Regions from separate parts of the Ovis aries genome. Here region 1 is linked to region 2. The links are chromatin contacts, called in public Hi-C maps. All regions are on one chromosome and are shown on one strand. Each heading gives the region's core, a stretch centred on a gene start, on an enhancer-like site or on the middle of the called end of the contact. The rest is flanking DNA. Distances are from core to core; before and after follow the strand shown. Region 1 holds the start of USO1 (USO1 vesicle transport factor). Region 2 holds the start of THAP6 (THAP domain containing 6).

Region 1 (4,306 bases), core at 1,577-4,076, 200 kb before region 2:
GAGGCTTTCCACTGGAAAAGATGAGGAAGCAAGAAAGAAGGGAAACCGCAATGGAAATAATGTAATTTTGCAGAAATGGACAAAACTACAAAATACTGATAAAGCAGAAGTTAGAAATTCTAAGCTCTGGCAACTAGAATATCCAGGTCACATCAAATCACCAATTAAAAGATCTAATATTATACCAACAGTCTACCAATGCTCTATAAATACTCCTAAATTGGTGGCTTATAATGCTGTATACCAATTACTCTTCCTGATGGAACGAGATGGTGAAATAAATTCTATTCATACTGAGTAAATAGTGTAATAGTAACTCAGAGTAAACTATTAATTCTCATCAGAAGACATTGGTTTTCCAATTTTGAATATACACGTTCAAGGTTAGGCAAGAACAAGGGCCCCCCACTTCCCTTTCAGTTTATATACACGTGATACACAAGTGATTCCAGTCTCACTTTGAAATCATGATATAAAAGCTGTGTTGTTCCATTCACTATGGCAAGATCAAAGTGCTCTAGTCTCAGCCCTGCATTACTGTGCAAGTGGCTTCAGTGCTCTGTGCTTCAGTCTCCTAACTTGTAAAATACTGCAGTTCCACCTGGATGATGTGCAAAGGGCCTTTCTGCTTTAATATCCTATACTCAATTAGTCGTACACCATCTTTTCTGGAGAGGACATTGTGACAAGACTATAACAACAACAAAAAAGAAAGTATTCTTTTCCTGAAAACATGTAATAAGGGACTTCCCTGGCAGTTCAGGGGTTAAGACCTCAAGCTCCCAAGGCAGGGGGTACAGGTTTAGTCTCTGGCCTGGGAACTAAGATCACACATGTTGCATGGGACAGCCAAAAAAGAGAAAAAAAAAAGTAATAAAAACTTAGCTTTTATTGAACACATACTAAGTGCTAGCTTCTTTCCATTTTTTATTTCACTTAATCCTCATTACACCCATCAGAGTAGGCATTTTTCTCATTTTACTCATAGGGTATTAGTCATCTCTTGCCTGTTCAATCTAATGAGAGGTGGAAGGCAAGGATTCAAATCAAGTTCTAATAAACCACACTTTAAAACCTAGTGCCTCAAACAAAAATATCTGATATATAACATACATGAACAAAAGCTGAAGAGGTGGGCTGTGACTATGGTAACCTGGAGAGAGCATGTGTATGTGTATGTGCGCGCGCATGTGTGTGCACATGACCGTGTGTGAAATCTCCTGATTTTCAAATGAAGGAAAGCAGATTCACCAGCTTTCAGCTTCTGCTTTAAACAGTTCTAACTCAGATGACATTAATTTTAATAATCACATAAATTCCCCAAATTCCCAGATATGTATTAAAATACAGACATCAGCAATAAAGTCTAGGCTTTGACGTAAGGCAAGCTTTGTTTGAATCCTGGCTCCATTACTACTAGTGTGACTTAGGTCAAGTGACTTCACCTCTCTAATCCTCAAGTGTTCACTTGTAAAGTGAGGATACTATCACCTATCCTACAAGGTGGTTGGGGAGCTAAGGAAAATAAGAATGTAAACTACAAAGAACACAGAACCCAGCACAAGGTAAGAACCTGGCAAATGAAAGCTATCATTGAACCTTCAGGATCCTAGTAACACAGAACATAGGATCAACATTCACAGACAATCCAGTAGTGTCTACAAATACTAACCACAGTTTACTTTTACAATGCCATACTTTGTCACTTTTTTGTAGACCTAAAATTACTCTCAAACCAATAGTTAAAAAAAAGTCATACACTTATTCCTAACAGACACTAACCAAACTTCGAGATTTATCCTAAACCTAAAATCGAACCAACTTATCAAAAATTGTGTTGAGTAGCTAACAATTTTTTTAAAGTGACGCTGCAAATCCTGTTTACACGAGTTCAGACTTCTGAATGGGGAGAATGGAAGGGACGCGTGTTCCCAAAGCATTTTGAGCGCCAAAGATCCCCACAACGACCAAGCGAGTATTTCCCAAATAGTGGGCGAGGCTGAAAAACGGGGTCCGAACTAATGACACCTGAAAGAACGACCTGCCTCTAGTTGAATGGGCAGGGGCAGGTGGCTTTGTGACCCAAACTATCGTATTATTCTTAGCCACTTGCTCTGGTCAACTGCTGGGTTTAAACCTTCCTGCAGTTTTCCTCAAAGCCCCATTCCAGACTGCGAGGGAGGTGGACTTTAGGTTAATCACCGCCAGTGAAGACACTGGCGAAAAGGGAGGGACAGGCCCGCGGCCCCGAAGGGCGTGGGAGGCAGGTCAGGCCACTTCTGCCCAGGATGGATGCCTTTCCCGGAGGTACCACCGCGGACCACCACCAAGCGGCCTGTGGAGCTTCGGGGCGCGGCTGCTGTCAGCAGGGCCAAGCCGCCGCGCTGGGGGTTGTGCTGCGGGTGTGAGGGAATAACTTGCGGGTTTCAGGAGAGGAAAAGAGGCACGGGGGCAAAAGGGGAGGCGGCATGTAGACTCCCGGCCCACGGTGACGCGCAGGGGGGTGACCTCCGGGCCCCTATGTCCTCCGTCCCGGTTTCTGCCCGGACCCTTCCCAAGTCCCGGACCCGCCGCTCCTCTCACCGTCTCGGCTTCTGTGTGCTGGGGTCCGGCACTCTGACCCCCCATAACCCCGCGGAGGAAATTCATCTTGCCGCTCAGCCACGGGCTCTACCGGCCTTTTCGGGAAAGAAGAGATAACTTCCCCTGTCCTCCGCAGGGCCCGACCCCCAAGCCTGCACTTTGCACTCCCCGGCCGCCACCGCCACAGCCTACTCGGCGGCCGCTCCAGCCCCCTAAGCCCGGAAACAGCGTCCGCCACCAGTTGAGATGCGCATGCGCGGCGACGTGGCATTACGTGGCGGCTCGAAGGGCGAAGGCAAACGAGCAAAGTAGGCGAGAGGCGGCTGGTAGCCCAGGTCCTCCTAAGCCCCGCCCACTGCGAAGGCTCCGCCCTCCCCCGTAAGAACACGCCTCCCACTCCAGCCTTCGGCTGGTGCCTCCTGCTGGCCCCAACCACCCACGTGGTGCGAGCCCGGCCCTGCCGGCAGGAGACCTTACGGATTGTGTACGCATTTTGGCTTGCAAGGTGTTTAATTGTTGCCGGGCGGGACTTACTGCAAGCTGTCAAGTCTGGGGTTGTGTTTTGTTGAGTAGAAAGAGAAATTGTCCTTCGGCCGACGTGACAGGTAAGGGGTCCCGGCCTCTGGGAGGGTTCATTTGGTTTTGCGGTATAGCAGTACGAGCTTTGTGGCCTTCTCATCCCCACAAATTGCATTTCTTTACAGGGCTTTGTTTGGTGAAAAAAAGGGTACTTGAGCCCCCTCATTCCATTGCCACGGGAGGGCGCATTTCTCAGCTTTTGCTCTTCCAACCTGCTAAAAGGAATTCCTGGATCTAAACACCAGGTACACCGCTATTTTCTAGGGGTGTGAGGAGGAAACCAATCCAACCCTGCGTTTGGCTTACTAGATTAAATACATTGATCTGCAGTGTCATTTTGACAGCAGGGAACATAATGTTTTGTTATTAATGCTAAACTCTTAGATTTTCAGCGTGTGTCTGGGGGGTTAGCATGAAAAATATTCGTTTTTCAAATCGGTAAGCCTTGTTTCTTTTGAAATGAGAGTGCCAGATACACATGCTTATGGAGTAGTCTTGTCAATGCCTTGAACGTGAAAGCGCAGAGTCTAGTTATAACTGATTCATACACCACTCCCCTTGGATGCCCCACAGGTCTCAGACTCCCCAACCTTCCTTTAAAAAAAAAAAAATCAGTATGCTTCGTTCATGTGCCCTGCTGCACTCATCAGTATCACTAGCCAAATAATTGCCTAAGCTGGAAGGAGGAGGCTGGGAGGAATCTGAAACTCTGGAATTCACCCCCGCATGTCCAGTAGTCAAATCCTGTCATGCCTATTTATAGACTATTTTTCAAATAGGTCTCTGCTCTCCATGCTCTCTGCCTCTGACATGGTTTATGTTCCCATCATTCTTCACCAAGATTACGGGCAATAGCTTCCTAACTGGTTTGTCAGCATTTAAGCCTTGGGTTTCTTCCAGTCACCCAAGTCCACTCTTGGGTGAGCCTGACAATGACAAAACATCTGTCCATGTTAGTCCTCGTCTGAAAATCCTCCGGTTGTCGCCCATTCACCTCAAAATAAAATCCAAACTCCTTAGCTTGATGTATAGGCCTGTTATGTTCTGGCTCTTGCCTGTTTTTTCAGCTCCTGCCTCCCACACATACTCTGGATATAGGCCTGGATAAGTCCTTCCCCTCCCTCCACTTCATCAAGGAAACTCC
Region 2 (4,079 bases), core at 994-3,493:
ACTTCATGGGAAATAGATGGGAAACAGCGGAAACAGTGTCAGACTTTTTTGGGCTCCAAAATCACTGCAGATGGTGACATTGCAGCTATGAAATTAAAAGATGTTTACTCCTTGGAAAGAAAGTTATGACCAACCTAGATAGCATATTCAAAAGCAGAGACGTTACTTTGCCAACAAAGGTCCGTCTAGTCAAGGCTATGGTTTTTCCAGTGGTCATGTATGGAAATGAAAGTTGGACTGTGAAGAAAGCTGAGCACCAAAGAATTGATGCTTTTGAACTGCGGTGTTGGAGAAGACTCTTGAGAGTCCCTTGAACTGCAAGGAGATCCAACCAGTCCATTCTAAAGGAGATCAGTCCTGGGTGTTCATTGGAGGGACTGATGCTAAAGCTGAAACTCCAATAGTTTGGCCACCTCATCCGAAGAGTTGACTCATTGGAAAAGACTCTGATGCTGGGAGGCATTGGGGGCAGGAGGAGGAGGGGACGACAGAGGATGAGATGGCTGGATGGCATTACTGACTCGATGGACATGAGTTTGAGCAAACTCCGGGAGTTGCTGATGGACAGGGAGGCCTGGCGTGCTGCAGTTCATGGGGTTGCAAAGAGTCGGACACGACTTAGCGACGAAACTGAACTGAATTATCTGCAGTACAGCTAAACTTGGTCTGAAGTTGTAATTTATACCTTTTTCTTTGTAACATAAGCTTGATCTATTTTTAAACATTAATATAAACATAAGCTCTATTTATTTCTCTGTAACATAAGCTTGATTTATTTCTAAAGGACAGAATATATTTGAGCAGAGATCCTTGATTTGGATTGTAAACTACAACAACACAATTTCTTTGAAGGTATGTTGAAATGCAAAACAGTAATATTAGCAAAAAGGTGTGATGATATTTTTGTTAACCTGTCTGTGATACCTTTGCAGGTATCTTAAGCTTCTGCACTAATTATAAAAATGTAAAACTGTTATTGTCACTTCAAATATAACTAAAAAGGTTATTAAAAAAGAAGTTGAGAACTAAAGTTCAAAATCAAAGTTCTAGGTGGCATAGCTCAGGGGAAGAGCAACTGGCTGCAAAATTGAAGATTTAAGTAGACCTGTCTTTAGCTTCTTTTAACAGTCAAAAGTACTTGGCTTAACTACAGCAGACTCTTACACGTGAAATGTCAGTCCTTTTAACTTGGAATTTGGTAAACAGCGAGAGGCACATCCAACGGCCGAGCAACATTTCACCATTGTCTCAGCAACTCATAGGAGAACTGAAAGAAAATTAAGGGGGCAAGCGTCAGCAACTTCAAAGCTAAGGGGTACATATTTACCTTTCCCAGTACATTCCACGTAACATTACATGAGGTTAGAAAGCCAAGGGCAAATATTTTCTTCTAAAACCCGCAGCTCTCCTCATAAAATTTTCTAGAGGTTTGGCTCTTTAACAAGGCAGGTCATATTCAGCTGGGCCTTATGTCAGTTTCAGGGGCGGGTACATTTCCCTCCCACCACTTCTAAGAGGCACGTGTTCCCTCATCACCAGATCCTGGCACACTGATGCCTCCTAGAAAGCTCATTCTGAGCTCTCAGCTCAAGCGTTGCTTCCTCAGGGAAACCTTCCTTGACACCGGATTAAGTCAGATTCCCTCTGGTACTAGCTCTCTTGGAACACACACTTCCCCTTCCTAGCACTTCTCCAAGCTGTAAACCTACATGTATTTCAGGGTGTCTGTGGACTCTCTTTCTCCTTCACCAGTCTGAGTTCCCAGAACCGTTTTTGGTCACTTTCGTTTCCATGGCGTAGCTGGTGACTGGCACATAGTAAATGTTAATATACTACTGAAGGAATGAAGAGGAAGTAATGAACAAGGGGACAAAAAGGCATTCGGGTCGCTGACCAGCGCCTGGCTGCTCGGCCGTGGCCGCAAGCGCGCCAGGATTCGCTGTCAGCCGGCAGGCCAGGCAAGAGCTCCGCCCATTTCTCGAGGCTACGGCCGCTGCCGGGAGAGGGAGGGGCCTCCGTGTCACAGGTGTCGCTGAGGCCGGAGAGCGGCCCTTCCCCAGGGGCCACCGGACGTTTCCGCGCTGCTGCGGTTCTCCTCGCCCCGAACCGCGCCCAGGGTGTGGGCGGGTAGCGATGGAGGGAAAAGGGGAGGCAACCTAAGAATTATTACCGTTAGCGGTGAAGGCAGCGACTAACGACGACAACGGAGACTGTGCCTCCTTTCGCTTCCGCCCCGTGGTCCCGGGCGCCGGAAATCCGGCTGCCCCGGGTCACGTGCCCTGCCGCCATCTTGGCTCCGGAGGCCGCTGCAGCCGGGACGGGGTGGGCTAGAGCGGCGCTGCTTTTCTGGGAGTAACTTTTGGCCTGGGGGAAGGGGTCGTGGAGTTTGAGGGGAGGTGGAGGCGATGGCTTCCTCGACGCTGGAAGATGGCGCCCGCGGGCAAGCCCAAAGGCGGCGGGGCTGCGAGCACTATGACAGGGGATGTCTCCTGAAGGTGACGATTTCACTGGGCTCTTAACAGCTTCCGCCGGGCTGGGGGTGGAGTGGGCCGGGACGTGAAGCTTGGGTTAAGTTTGTTGTCGGGCTAAGCTGTTGTCAGGAAAACTTCACCTCTGACTGGCTTCTTGCCGTAAAGAGCATGTTTTGTCAAGGCGACCACTGGCTCCACCTTTGTGTTGTAGTTTGCCAGCAAAGTTCTCGGTGGGCAAAAACCTGGCCTTGCCCATCGGTTACCTTATCAGGGGGTTCATTTATTTAGTGTTTTGGTGCTGGAAGTAGGCAGAGGTAGCCCCGGGCCTGTGCTGGCTTTTCCCAGGATCACTTTCAGGTGTGTGATGAAATAATGGAAGGCGGGTAAGCGAGTGGAGACTCGGAATACACTTTGATCTCCTGTAGTAAATAAGTTTTATAGCTTGCCAGCTTCATTTTAGTGTGAGTAGGCCTAAGTCTGCCAGGCAGAAAACGTAAGCGGAAGGAATGAACTATGTTACAGTAAGTCATGGCATAGGAAGTCTTCAGGAATGAGTGGATCTTAAAGTTCACAGTGTACTGGAAGGTATGATATAAGGTTAGCTTCTTGGCCTAGAGACTTTTTGAGGTACTAGTTAGGGTAAAGCTAAGTTGCTGTAACAAAAAGACCTAGTAGTGATGTGAGTTAAAGAATAAAAGTTTATTTCTCCTCACCTCACAATTCAAGGTGAGTGAATGATCTAGTTTGGTAATGAGGCTGTTTCACATGACCACTCCTTGGACAAATTTTCTCTATTGTGTTGCTAACTATGTTTTAGGGCATATAGTCATCAACTGGGCTGCTGCCATGTCCAGGTTTCATCTGGTGGAAAGGGAGAAGGGAGCGCGGGGGAAGAGACATGCCTAGCTTCTTAATACCTAGGCCCAGGAGAGGCACTGATTTTATTCTGTGTGTATTCTGTTGCTAAGAACTTAAGTCATTTGACCCACAAGTAACAGCAAGGAAACAGTAGTATAGCTGGGCAGTCATGTGTCCAGGAAGAAGGAGAGAGTCGACTTTCTTGTCTTGGACAACTGGAAGTCTTTGCCAATCTTGAAAACAAGGACGTCTTTTACGTTTATTGTGTCCTCCAAACTTTAAGACAGTTGATGTGTGGTAAACTTAAGTGGACTAATGCTTCAGCGTTAAAGTTGGTAAATGAATTTATCTGGAATGTCTTAAGTAGAAATTGCCTGCGTGCTACTTAATGCTGAGAATAAGTTTAGGGTATTGTGAGATTAACTTTTCAGTTTAGGGATGGCCGTCTTTTATAATTCTTGTTTTGAACTGCAGGGTTGTGTTCAACTTGGTAGAGACCCAGATGTTGATGGGAAAACAGTGAAATGTTATGTGTAGTTATCAGTTTACCAAATGATCCATTGGTTGTAATCTTTGATCTTGTTCCAGGAGGAGGAGAAAGAAATTTCTTTTTGCATTATTTCAAACTTGCCTTGTCTTGCTGCTTATGCCTTTTTTTTCTTTTTTCCCTCACCTGGGGATTAGGCACCTTGCTGTGACAAGCTTTATACTTGCCGATTGTGTCATGATAACAATGAAGATCATCAACTA

Evidence for each region. A called contact is a pair of places that touch in the nucleus more often than the background predicts.
Region 1: a contact with region 2 is called in a Hi-C map of muscle, with 4 times the contacts expected there. The contact joins the promoter of USO1 here to the promoter of THAP6 in region 2. A contact is called at or near these places in 5 of 16 Hi-C or Micro-C datasets (blood, liver, muscle and 2 more).

What each region holds. Positions count from the first base shown.
Region 1 is chr6:91,314,978-91,319,283 of ARS-UI_Ramb_v3.0, reverse strand. It overlaps USO1 (USO1 vesicle transport factor), which reads right to left and starts at 2,826. Exons shown (of 24, transcript XM_060417226.1): 1 at 2,584-2,826. The coding sequence starts at 2,649. It overlaps G3BP2 (G3BP stress granule assembly factor 2), which reads left to right and starts at 3,018. Exons shown (of 10, transcript XM_060417248.1): 1 at 3,018-3,188.
Region 2 is chr6:91,110,598-91,114,676 of ARS-UI_Ramb_v3.0, reverse strand. THAP6 (THAP domain containing 6) reads right to left here and starts at 2,243. Exons shown (of 5, transcript XM_060417222.1): 1 at 2,171-2,243; 2 at 1,710-1,807; 3 at 1,165-1,267. The coding sequence starts at 1,244. RCHY1 (ring finger and CHY zinc finger domain containing 1) reads left to right here and starts at 2,406. Exons shown (of 9, transcript NM_001163595.1): 1 at 2,406-2,495; 2 at 4,014-4,079. The coding sequence starts at 2,406.